Linked DNA regions of Pan troglodytes: region 1 is linked to region 2. A link is a contact called in public Hi-C data. All regions are on one chromosome and are shown on one strand. The core of a region is the stretch at or near the end of the contact, and the rest is flanking DNA. Distances in the headings are between cores, read along the strand shown.

The links. A called contact is a pair of places that touch in the nucleus more often than the background predicts.
Region 1: a Hi-C map of induced pluripotent stem cells shows a contact between it and region 2, with 3 times the contacts expected there. The contact joins two enhancer-like sites. A contact is called at or near these places in 4 of 7 Hi-C or Micro-C datasets (blood, induced pluripotent stem cells, a lymphoblastoid cell line and 1 more).

The regions. Positions count from the first base shown.
Region 1 is chr6:147,018,145-147,022,935 of NHGRI_mPanTro3-v2.0_pri, reverse strand. No RefSeq gene overlaps it. Among named protein-coding and RNA genes, the nearest start is that of PODXL, 97 kb to the right of the region's middle. Within about 2 kb of position 2,000, at least 7 of the 24 cell types and tissues checked have an H3K27ac peak or open chromatin away from gene starts, as enhancers often do. A contact at or near this core is called in induced pluripotent stem cells and stem cell-derived neural progenitor cells, where this site is marked.
Region 2 is chr6:146,879,302-146,884,234 of NHGRI_mPanTro3-v2.0_pri, reverse strand. All of the region lies in intron 1 of PODXL (podocalyxin like), which reads left to right. Among named protein-coding and RNA genes, the nearest start is that of PODXL, 42 kb to the left of the region's middle. Within about 2 kb of position 3,309, at least 7 of the 24 cell types and tissues checked have an H3K27ac peak or open chromatin away from gene starts, as enhancers often do. A contact at or near this core is called in induced pluripotent stem cells and stem cell-derived neural progenitor cells, where this site is marked.

The DNA of each region.
Region 1 (4,791 bases), core at 751-3,250, 140 kb before region 2:
GGAGAGGCGGTTCCCAGGAAGGACTCCATGACCAAATGTACCTGGGAAATGCTGAATGCAACCCCCACCTCTTGAAAAGTCATTTTATCAAAACATCTGGGTAGCTACTTCAAAAAACTGTTTATTTTTACAACTTAAATTATGTTTTACCAATATATCCTAAGTTGACCATCAATCTCTCATTTTTCTCTTGTCTTCTCATTTTTTCCCTCTCTGCATTTGAAATTTTCATAAATTAATATTATAAAAATTAACTATATTATAGTATAAATATTGTATTATATGATAGTGTAACTATTAATTCTATTATAACATTATATTAATTTTATAATATTGTATTATGATTATATTGATTATATATTATATACAATATTGTGATATTAATTATATTATTATTATAAATTACATTGAGTTAATGTTTATAGAACATCCTTTTGGAAATAAGCCATAGATACAGAGTTGCTTTGTATCCCAAGTCAGTCTTGCTGGTGACATTGGCCTGTTTAGGTGAATAAGCAGCTTTTTCTGTGATCCAGTCAAGCCAGGCCAGTCAGATCAAGGAGCTGTGACCATCAACTCCAAGAGAACACAGAAGCCTCAGCCCACCCCGCTGTATTTCCGCCAGGTGCAGGCAGCAGGAACCCAAGAAAAGAAAGACATCATGGCAATGTCATTAAACCCTCACTTACTTTGTGCCAGACAGCGAAGCTGCCACTGGCAGGCCGCACTCTCTCTGTGGAGGCCACTGCTGCCTGGTGGGAGCCCACAGCACAGAGCATGGGGCCCTGGCCTCCTAGGTCCAGGCCAATCAGCAGAGGTGCCTGGCTGCTCTAAGAGCCCCTCTTCCCCAGGCAGCACCAGCCTGTCGCCTTGAAATCCCCTGCCCTGTCTCCACTCTCCTATCCCAGTCATGTTCTAGAAAAGGGGCTACACACCTGGCTTCCAGGAGCTTCATAGACCGACTGCATCAGAATCTCAGAGCATCAGAATGTGAGTTTCACACAGATGAGTCTGAAAAGACCGGTGTGTGTATTCCTGAAACACTAACTCTTAAAGGCCCCCATGTCAGACGCTTTGGGGACAACAGCCTTGGCTCAGGTGAAGCCCCCTGATGCAGGCTTGTTGCATTTATCTTGATGTGGCCTCTTAGCTGTAGTCAGGACCCTGGAGGGCAGGATGTGTTTGTTCATCTTTTTTGTCCCCAGTATGTAGCACAGTGCCAGGCGCGTGCTGCGGATTTAATGAATACTTGTTACATCAGTAACCAAATGTACAAATGAATGAAGGAATCATTGCGCACTTAGGGCAGAGCTATCAGCCCAGGCAGCTCTGTCTAAAGGACCAGGGCCTGCTCTTTAGGGAGAAGGGATCAGTAGTTAAAACCAGAACAATACCTGGACAGCACATCTGCAATTACTCACAGCATTTGCTTTAATTGCTTAGTAAATCCACACAATGTAACTTTATGCATCTCAAATAATTCCCTTGTTTGTTTTGAAAATCCTTAATAGAAAATACACAGCAGGTGGGTGTTACGTGGAGTAGAAATGCCTGACTGCTGACACCTGGCCACCTTTCCCGTAAACTGGCAGGGACGGAACCTGTGCTGGGATCCTGGAGGGGCTGCTCCACAATAGCCACCTGATTCTGAGGGGGTTGCAAGCTCATCCTGTACCTCTCCTGTCATGCCTGAGGAGCCTGTGAGCTGCCACATCCTGTCACAGCCCCCTCCTCAGCCATGTCATCCTCACGACCGCCCTGGGAGGCAGGCAACCTTGGAGACTTCACTCCCATTCACGCTGAGACGTTTGGGGAAACCTGAAATCCGACCCCCTTGGTACAGAGGTGAGAGAAGGAGGTAGAGGCAAGACGCTGAGGAGAAGAGACACAAGCAGAGAGGGGGACAAGGACCTATTCTTAAAGGAGGATGCGCCCAAGCCACGGCCGTGGTGAGACGCCCGGTTGCCCTTCCACTCTCGGCCACCAGGTGGCGGGCACAGGCCAACTAAGCCAGGCAGGGCTCAGGAGCAGCTGCCCAAAGGGCGGCCCAGGCAGAGGCAGCACTGCCAAGGTGGGAACATGCCCAGGAGGACACCGCACAACACACACCACACACACCCCTACAACACACACCCTACATCACACCCACAACACAGCACACACACCACACACACCCACAACACAACACACACAACACATCCCAACACACACACTACACAACATACATACCCCCAACACAACCCAACACACACCACACATATACACCCCAACACACTACATACACCCCTACAACACACATCCCACAACACACCCACAACACAGCACACAGACCCACAACACAAAACAAACACACCACACACACCCACAACATACACAACATGCCACACACCCACAACACACAATGCATCCCAACATCCACTACACAACACACATACCCACAATACAACCCAACACACACCACACATATACACCCCAACACACACCACAAACGCCCCTACAACACATACCCCACAACACAATGTACCACATACCACACAAGGCACGCCACACACACCCCAACACACAACACACACACCCCTATAATACACACCCACAACACAACACAAAACATACCACACACACCCACAAAACACACAATGTATCCCAACATCAGCTACACACACATACCCACAACACAACCCAACACACACCACAAACACCCCTATGACACACACCCCACAACACAATGCACCACATATCACATAACACACACCACACATACACACCCCAATACACACCCCTACAACACACACCCCTACAACACAATTTACCACACAACTCACCACACATCCATACAACACATACCCCACAACACACACACAGAGTACAACATACCACACAACACACATCACACACCCAACACGACACACAATGGACAACTCACCACACATACCCACACAACATAACACACAACACACATATCCCTACAACACACACCCACAATACAATGTACCAGACAACACACAACACACGCAACATACACACAACACATAATGCAACACATAAACCCTACACACACGTCACACAACACACACACCACAAATACACACCCCCACAACACATACCACTACAACACATACCACTACAACACACACACATCACACCACACACACAACACACAGCATACACACCCTACATATACAATACAGCACCCACACACCACAGCACACACAACATACACCACAACAAACACATACAGCACACACAAAACACATCACACACACACACACCCCACACATGCAGCAACTGCTCACTATCCCTCCACTTTGGGAGATGCTGGATTCTTCTGCCCCACTCCACACCCTGCTTATTCAGCCTCCAACCCCAAATGACCCCCCACAGCACTCCTCCCCTTTGTCTCCTGGTATCTACAAATTCCAAAGTGCCCTTCATCATCTTTTCCCGAACACGCCTGCCCAGGCCTTTCCCTCCCACTGTCCCCCCGCCTCCACCGTCCACTCCTCATGAGGGAAAAATAAAACCTCCCCACAGCGAAACACTTTCTGCTTCGCCAGGAGTTTTCCCACCTGCTTTCCTTTTGACCGTCTCAACCATCCTAGGAGGAAATTATGAGGACTGCCATTAGATGACTCAGAAAGCAGAGTCTGGGAGGCTGAGCTCCTTGCCCGTCCAGATGGGAGGACAGAGGCCAGCCTTCAGATCCCAGGGTGCACCTCTGCGACCCCCACATCCCACAGCCACACCCTGCGTTCCACTCTACTCCCTCTCCAGACACACACCTGTCACTGCAAAGAAGCCCAGGTGTGATGGGAGGGACAGGTGAGGGGAATCGAGAGTCACTCCCCAGATGAGGCAGAGAGCCCCATTCCACAAGGCTCCATCTGCTTTTCCAGAAGTCTCTGCCCTGGAAAAGAGGCACTCACAACCAGAGCTGAATTCTCTAGGGCTGAATTCTCAGTCTTCTCTGCACAAAAGCAAAGAAGACTGAGAAAGTCACTTGCAACTTAGTGAATGGTCGTTTCTGCTGGAATTTGTCCCATGTGTTTATGACTCAGCACAGGGGCTCCAGGGACAAAGTTTCTCAACACCCTGGCCACACGAAATGGGAGCTAGGTCTCTGTGGGACTGAGGCCCCCTCCCCCCCTCCACAATTCCCAGCTTCAAGTTGTTTTAAGTACAGCAGAGGGAACCAATCCTCCTTTTGGAGGCAAGAGGCATCTGCATAAGCCCTGCCTGGATGTCATTTCTTCACCTGCATCCATAGCACCTTCAGGTGGCTCCTGTAGGGATGTTAAGAAGCAGTAATTAAGGCTGGGCGCCGTGGCTCACACCTGTAATCCCAGCACTTTGGGAGGCCGAGGCAGGAAGGATCACGAGGTCAGGAGTTTGAGACCAGCCTGGCCAACATGGTGAAAACCTGTCTCTACTAAAGATACAAAAAATTAGCTGGGCATGGTGGCACGCACTTGTAATCCCAGCTACTCGGGATGCTGGGGCAGTAGAATCGCTTGAACCTGGGAGGCGGAGGTTGCAGTGAGCCGAGATCATGCCACTGCACTCCAGCCTGGGCGACAGGGCGAGACTCCGCCTCAAAACAAAAAAAAACAAAAAAAAAAAGCAGTAATTAGGACTGAACACCTAAGACAAGGGACAGGCAGAGGGTGGGGACAATTAACTCAGACACAGTGCAGGTCCTGGGGCTCAGGCCTCTTTCAGGTCAAACTCTGTTTTCAGCCCCCGGGGGCCTTCTTGACTTCCCACACGGAGCCCCTTACAGCCCTGAACCCACTT
Region 2 (4,933 bases), core at 2,060-4,559:
ACCTGTAATCCCAGCAATTTGGGAGGCTGAGGTAGAAGGATCACTTGAGCACGGGAGTTCGAGACCAGCCTGGGCAACATAGAGAGATCCTGTTTCTACAAAATTTCTCAGGTGTCATAGTGCACACCTTTGCTCCCAGCTACTTGGGAAGCTAAGGCAGAAGGATCACTTGAGCCCAGGAAGTTGATGCTGCAGTGTATCATGCCACTGCACTACAACCTAGGTGATGGAGCAAGACCCTGTCTCAAAAAAAAAAAAAAAAAAAAAAAGAAAAAGAAAAAAAAGAAAGCACCACAGTCAAAGCGTGACCCACAATTATTTATAATACATTCTCATTTCAGAGACATGGAAAGATGTGAATCTCAGAAGTCATGAATTATGTTGCTTAAAGCCTTGTAAAGGGAGTGTCATTTGAGTTCTCATGACACACCAGAGCATGAGTGAGCAGGACATACATGATAAACACTCTGTTTCTCCAAGACTTTTTTTTTTCTTCTGAGACACAGTATCTCTCTGTCTCCCAGGCTGGAGTGCAGTGGTGCTATCTCCTGGGTTCAAGCAATTCTCCTGCCTCAGCCTCCTGAGTAGCCAGGATTACAGGCATGCGCCAACACGCCCGGCTAATTTTTGTATTTTTAGTAGAGACGGGGTTTCACCATGTTGGCCAGGCTGGTCTCGAACTCCCGACCTTGTGATCCGCCTGCCTCAGCCTCCCAAATTGCTGGGATTACAGGCGTGAGCCACCGTGCCCAGCCAAGACTTTCATTTCTTCCTATACATTGTTCCAGGGAATTTCTGACAACTCAGCTTTATTTAATGTAGGTTTCCATTGAGTCCAGGTTTCAGTCATCCAACTAAGAAAGCAATGAGAACTACCTGTAGCTGCTTGAGTCAGCATATTGGATCCAAAACCTACGGTATGCATACCCATACTGGGTAATTCAGCCTGATGTAAAATTATCATCATCCTCCTTTTGATACAGCACCCTTATGTTAAATATCCATAAATATTTGCAAGTTTTTTTGTAGATATTTTTAGTGTGTGAGCCTTCTCCTAGGTCAGAGTCTGTGTTTTTCCTCCTGGGACATATTGGAATCTGACTGTTGTTATAGGTATGAAGAAAATAAAGAGCGGTGGGGATCATGATGAGATTTGGCTTTCGGTGCCAATAAGCTGAAGCGAGGTTATTGAGGATCTTACAGGAGAGCAGTGGTAGAGCTTCCTGGCAAGTGAATTCCATTGAAGATGGAGATTTATGGGTAGTCTGATTCATCTACACCCTCTCATGTCACCATTTAATTCTCTAAGTTGGCCAGGCGCGGTGGCTCACGTCTGTAATCCCTGCACTTTGGGAGGCCAAGGTAGGCGGAATATCTGAGGTCAGGAGTTCGAGACCAGCCTGGCTAACATGGTGAAACCCCATTTCTACTAAAAATACGAAAAATTAGTTGGGCATGGTGGCGTGCACTTGTAATCTCAGCTACTTGGGAGGCTGAGGCAGGAGAATCGCTTGAACCTGGGAGGCTGAGGTTGCAGTGAGCCGAGATCGCACCATTGCACTCCAGCTTGGGCAACAGGAGCGAAATTCTGTCTCAAAAAAAAAAATTCTCTAGGTCCTATTTTCACATAAGAGACCTGGTGAGCTTATGAATTAAGTTAACACCCTAATTCAGCAACTCACGGAATTAAGCTTTTAAAGTCTTTTAAAGGGCCCTCTCAGCCCTTCAGCTGCAAACAAAGAGACTCCTTGAATGTGTTCTTGGAAAGTCTCTGGTTTTCAGTCTGTGCTTTTATAGGAGGTTTAGGAATTTGAATTTGTTGTTCTCTTTCTTGAAACCAGTAGTTTTTACTGGCAGTGATTTTGTCACCCTCAGGAGACATTTGGCAATATCTGGAGACATTTTTCATGGTTACAACTGGAAAGGGGCGTGCATGTGTATTACTTGCATCTAATAGATAGAGGCCAGGAATGCTGCTCAGCGTTCTGTGTATAATGCATAGGACAACTGCCTATAACAAGAAATATCCAGTTCAAAATGCCAATAGTTTCAGAGTTGACAAATCCTGTTTTAAGCTGTTCACCACTGTAAGAAGCAACCATCCAGGGCTGGGTGCCATGGCTCACACCTGTAATCCCAGCACTTTGGGAGGCCGAGGCTGGAGGATCACTTGAGCCTAGAAGTTTGAGACTAGCCTGGCCATTATAGTGAGATCTCATCTCTACAAATTAGAAAAAAAAATTAGCTGGGTGTGGTGGTGCGTGCTTGTGGTCTCAGCTACTCGGAGGCTGAGGTGGGAGGACTGATTGAGCCTAGGAGGTCAAGGCTGTAGTGAGTCCTGATTGTGCCACTGTACTCCAGCTTGGGCAACAGAGCAAGATCCTGTCTCACAAACAAAACAAAACAAAAAACAATCATCCCACAAATTTCTTAATTCCCTAAATATGCTGATATAGTCCCTTAGCAATCTAGTATCTTGCCAGATGACACTATGATGCCATCAATAGTAAGAAGCACTGTTACTTTATGAACTACTAAGAAGAAAAAATGCCTGTCAAACCCTCACATTGCACTGTTCCCCCCGCCCCCCCCCCCCCCCCCACTTTTTTTTGGAGACTGTGTCTCACTCTGTCACCCAGGCTGGAGTGCAGTGGCACAATCTTGGCTCACTACACCTCCACCTCCCAGGTTCAAGCTATTCTCCTGCCTCAGCCTCCTGAGTCGCTAGGATTACAGGTGCCCGCCACCACGCCTGGCTAATTTTTGTATTTTTAGTAGAGATGAAGTTTCACAATGTTGGCCAGGCTGGTCTCAGGTGACCTCAGGTGATCCACCTGCCTTGGCCTCCCAAAGTGCTGGGATTACAGGCATGAGCCACCGCACCCAGCCTGTATTGCTTTTTAAAACACACTTGGTGAGTGTGCCTTTCATACTCTGGCAGCAGCCACTGGGCCACACCAAAGCCACTTCCTGGGCACTTCACTCTAGATTAGAGGTGATAATGTGACTGCTTATCCTTGAGATATCATGGGACACTTGCAAGTATTCCTTAATACTTGCAGAATTTTGACTGCCCTTTGTCCCCAGTAAGGCCTGACAACCAATCCTTGAAGTCTTGCTGCTGGCGGCTACTCCTGATAAACATTTCTGCTTTTCAGTAGCAAAATGTGTGTGTAAAAGATATGGGGATACTGTCCAGTGTATGGAGTAGCTGGGATTGCTGGAGGCCACATGCAGGGCTACTTTGAACCTCACTCAAGCCAGGCTGTAGATTCAGGGAGGCCAGCGCTGCTTACCCATGCCAAGCACTAGGTGGCGCTGCGGCCCAGGATGAGTGCTTGGCCTCACCTCCATGCATGATGTCACCACTCCTGCCTGCAGAGCCCTTCACGGCTGGAATGAGACTGCACGTTCATGGTGGCACTGCCACCTGCTTATGCTCATCCCAGGGGAGGCTGGCAAGGCAAAGAGCTGGCATTTTCATAGGAGCATCACCATAGGAGGCAGATTCTGCTGCCATCAAGTCTCATGGGGTGCGGAACTCCCAAATATAGAGAAATGGTATGGGTGCTGGCTGGCACAGAGAACGGGATGCAGCCATCAGCCCCCTTCCCACCACTCCCTTCTGCTCCAGACGGAAAACTAGGAATCACCTTAGATTCTCTTCTTCCCTCACTTAGGACATCAGCAAGCAGTTGATCTCCAAAACAGTCTTGACTCTCTCCACCTTTTGTCTCCAGTGTCAATAGCTTCCTATGGCCAACCCTGTTCATTCCATCTGGATTACTGTGATTGCCTCCTAACTTCTCTTCCCTCTTCCACACACTCTTCTTTCCAGTCTGCATTCCCCAAAGCAGCAGGAACAGGTTTCTCTGTAAGTCATCCTATAAAACTTCTGTGCTTTAATGCCTTCAGTGGCTTCTTTTTTGCACCAAGAATAAAATCTGGAATCTGCATGTTGGCCTCTGAGGAGTATGATCTTATGTCTCCTTCTGCGTAGGATGTGGTTTTTTTTTTTTTTTGAGACGGAGTCTCGCTCAGTCGCCCAGGCTGAAGTGCAGTGGTGCCATCTTGGCTCACTGCAACCTCTGCCTCCCGGGTTCAAGCCGTTCTCCTGCCTCAGCCTCCCAAGTAGCTGGGATCACCACGCCCAGCTACTTTACTACCATCACCACGCCCAGCTTATTTATTTTTTATTTTTAGTAGAGATGGGGTTTCTCTATATTGGCCAGACTGGTCTGTAACTCCTGACCTCAAGTGATCTGCCTGCCTCAGCCTCCCAAAGTGCTGGGATTAAAGGCATGAGCCACCACACCCGGCTGAATGTGATTTTTAAGAGGGCCTTTTATTCTCAAAAATGTCTGGTTTGGACGCTCAGTTGCTGTCACTGTCATAAGACCCTGCATTTTCTCAGCCCTGAACCTGACCCCTCCTTACCAAACTCCATTCCTGCTTGTCTTCTGTCAGCTCCTTTCCCTACTCGGGGGCTTTGCAGATTCTGTTCCTTCTGCTGGGGACACTTCTCCTCCCATTCTTCACACAGCATTCTCCTTGCTATCCTTCAGGGCTTAGCTTAACCATCATCGCAGAGATGCCTTTCCTTCCCTCATTCGACATGGTCCCTCCCGCTCGTCTCTGCATCATTTCCTTCCTCACTTCCTCCGTGTAGTAAGCAGATTTGACGGCTGCTCTGTCCAGGTGGTTAGTCTCTGCCTCCCCACCAGAGTGTTAGCTTCTTGAGGGTACGACTCTCTGTGTCGTGTTCACCATTGTGTCTCCATTGCCTGACACAGATCCTATTTCCTCAAGAAATGGCAGGTGAAGCCACCATGCTGCATGCAGTCTGGGCACTCGGCCTTTCTTTCTTGGCACAGCTCACCTAGTACTGAAATAGTAATTTGTGTAATTTCAGTTTATCATCAGTTTCTCCTGG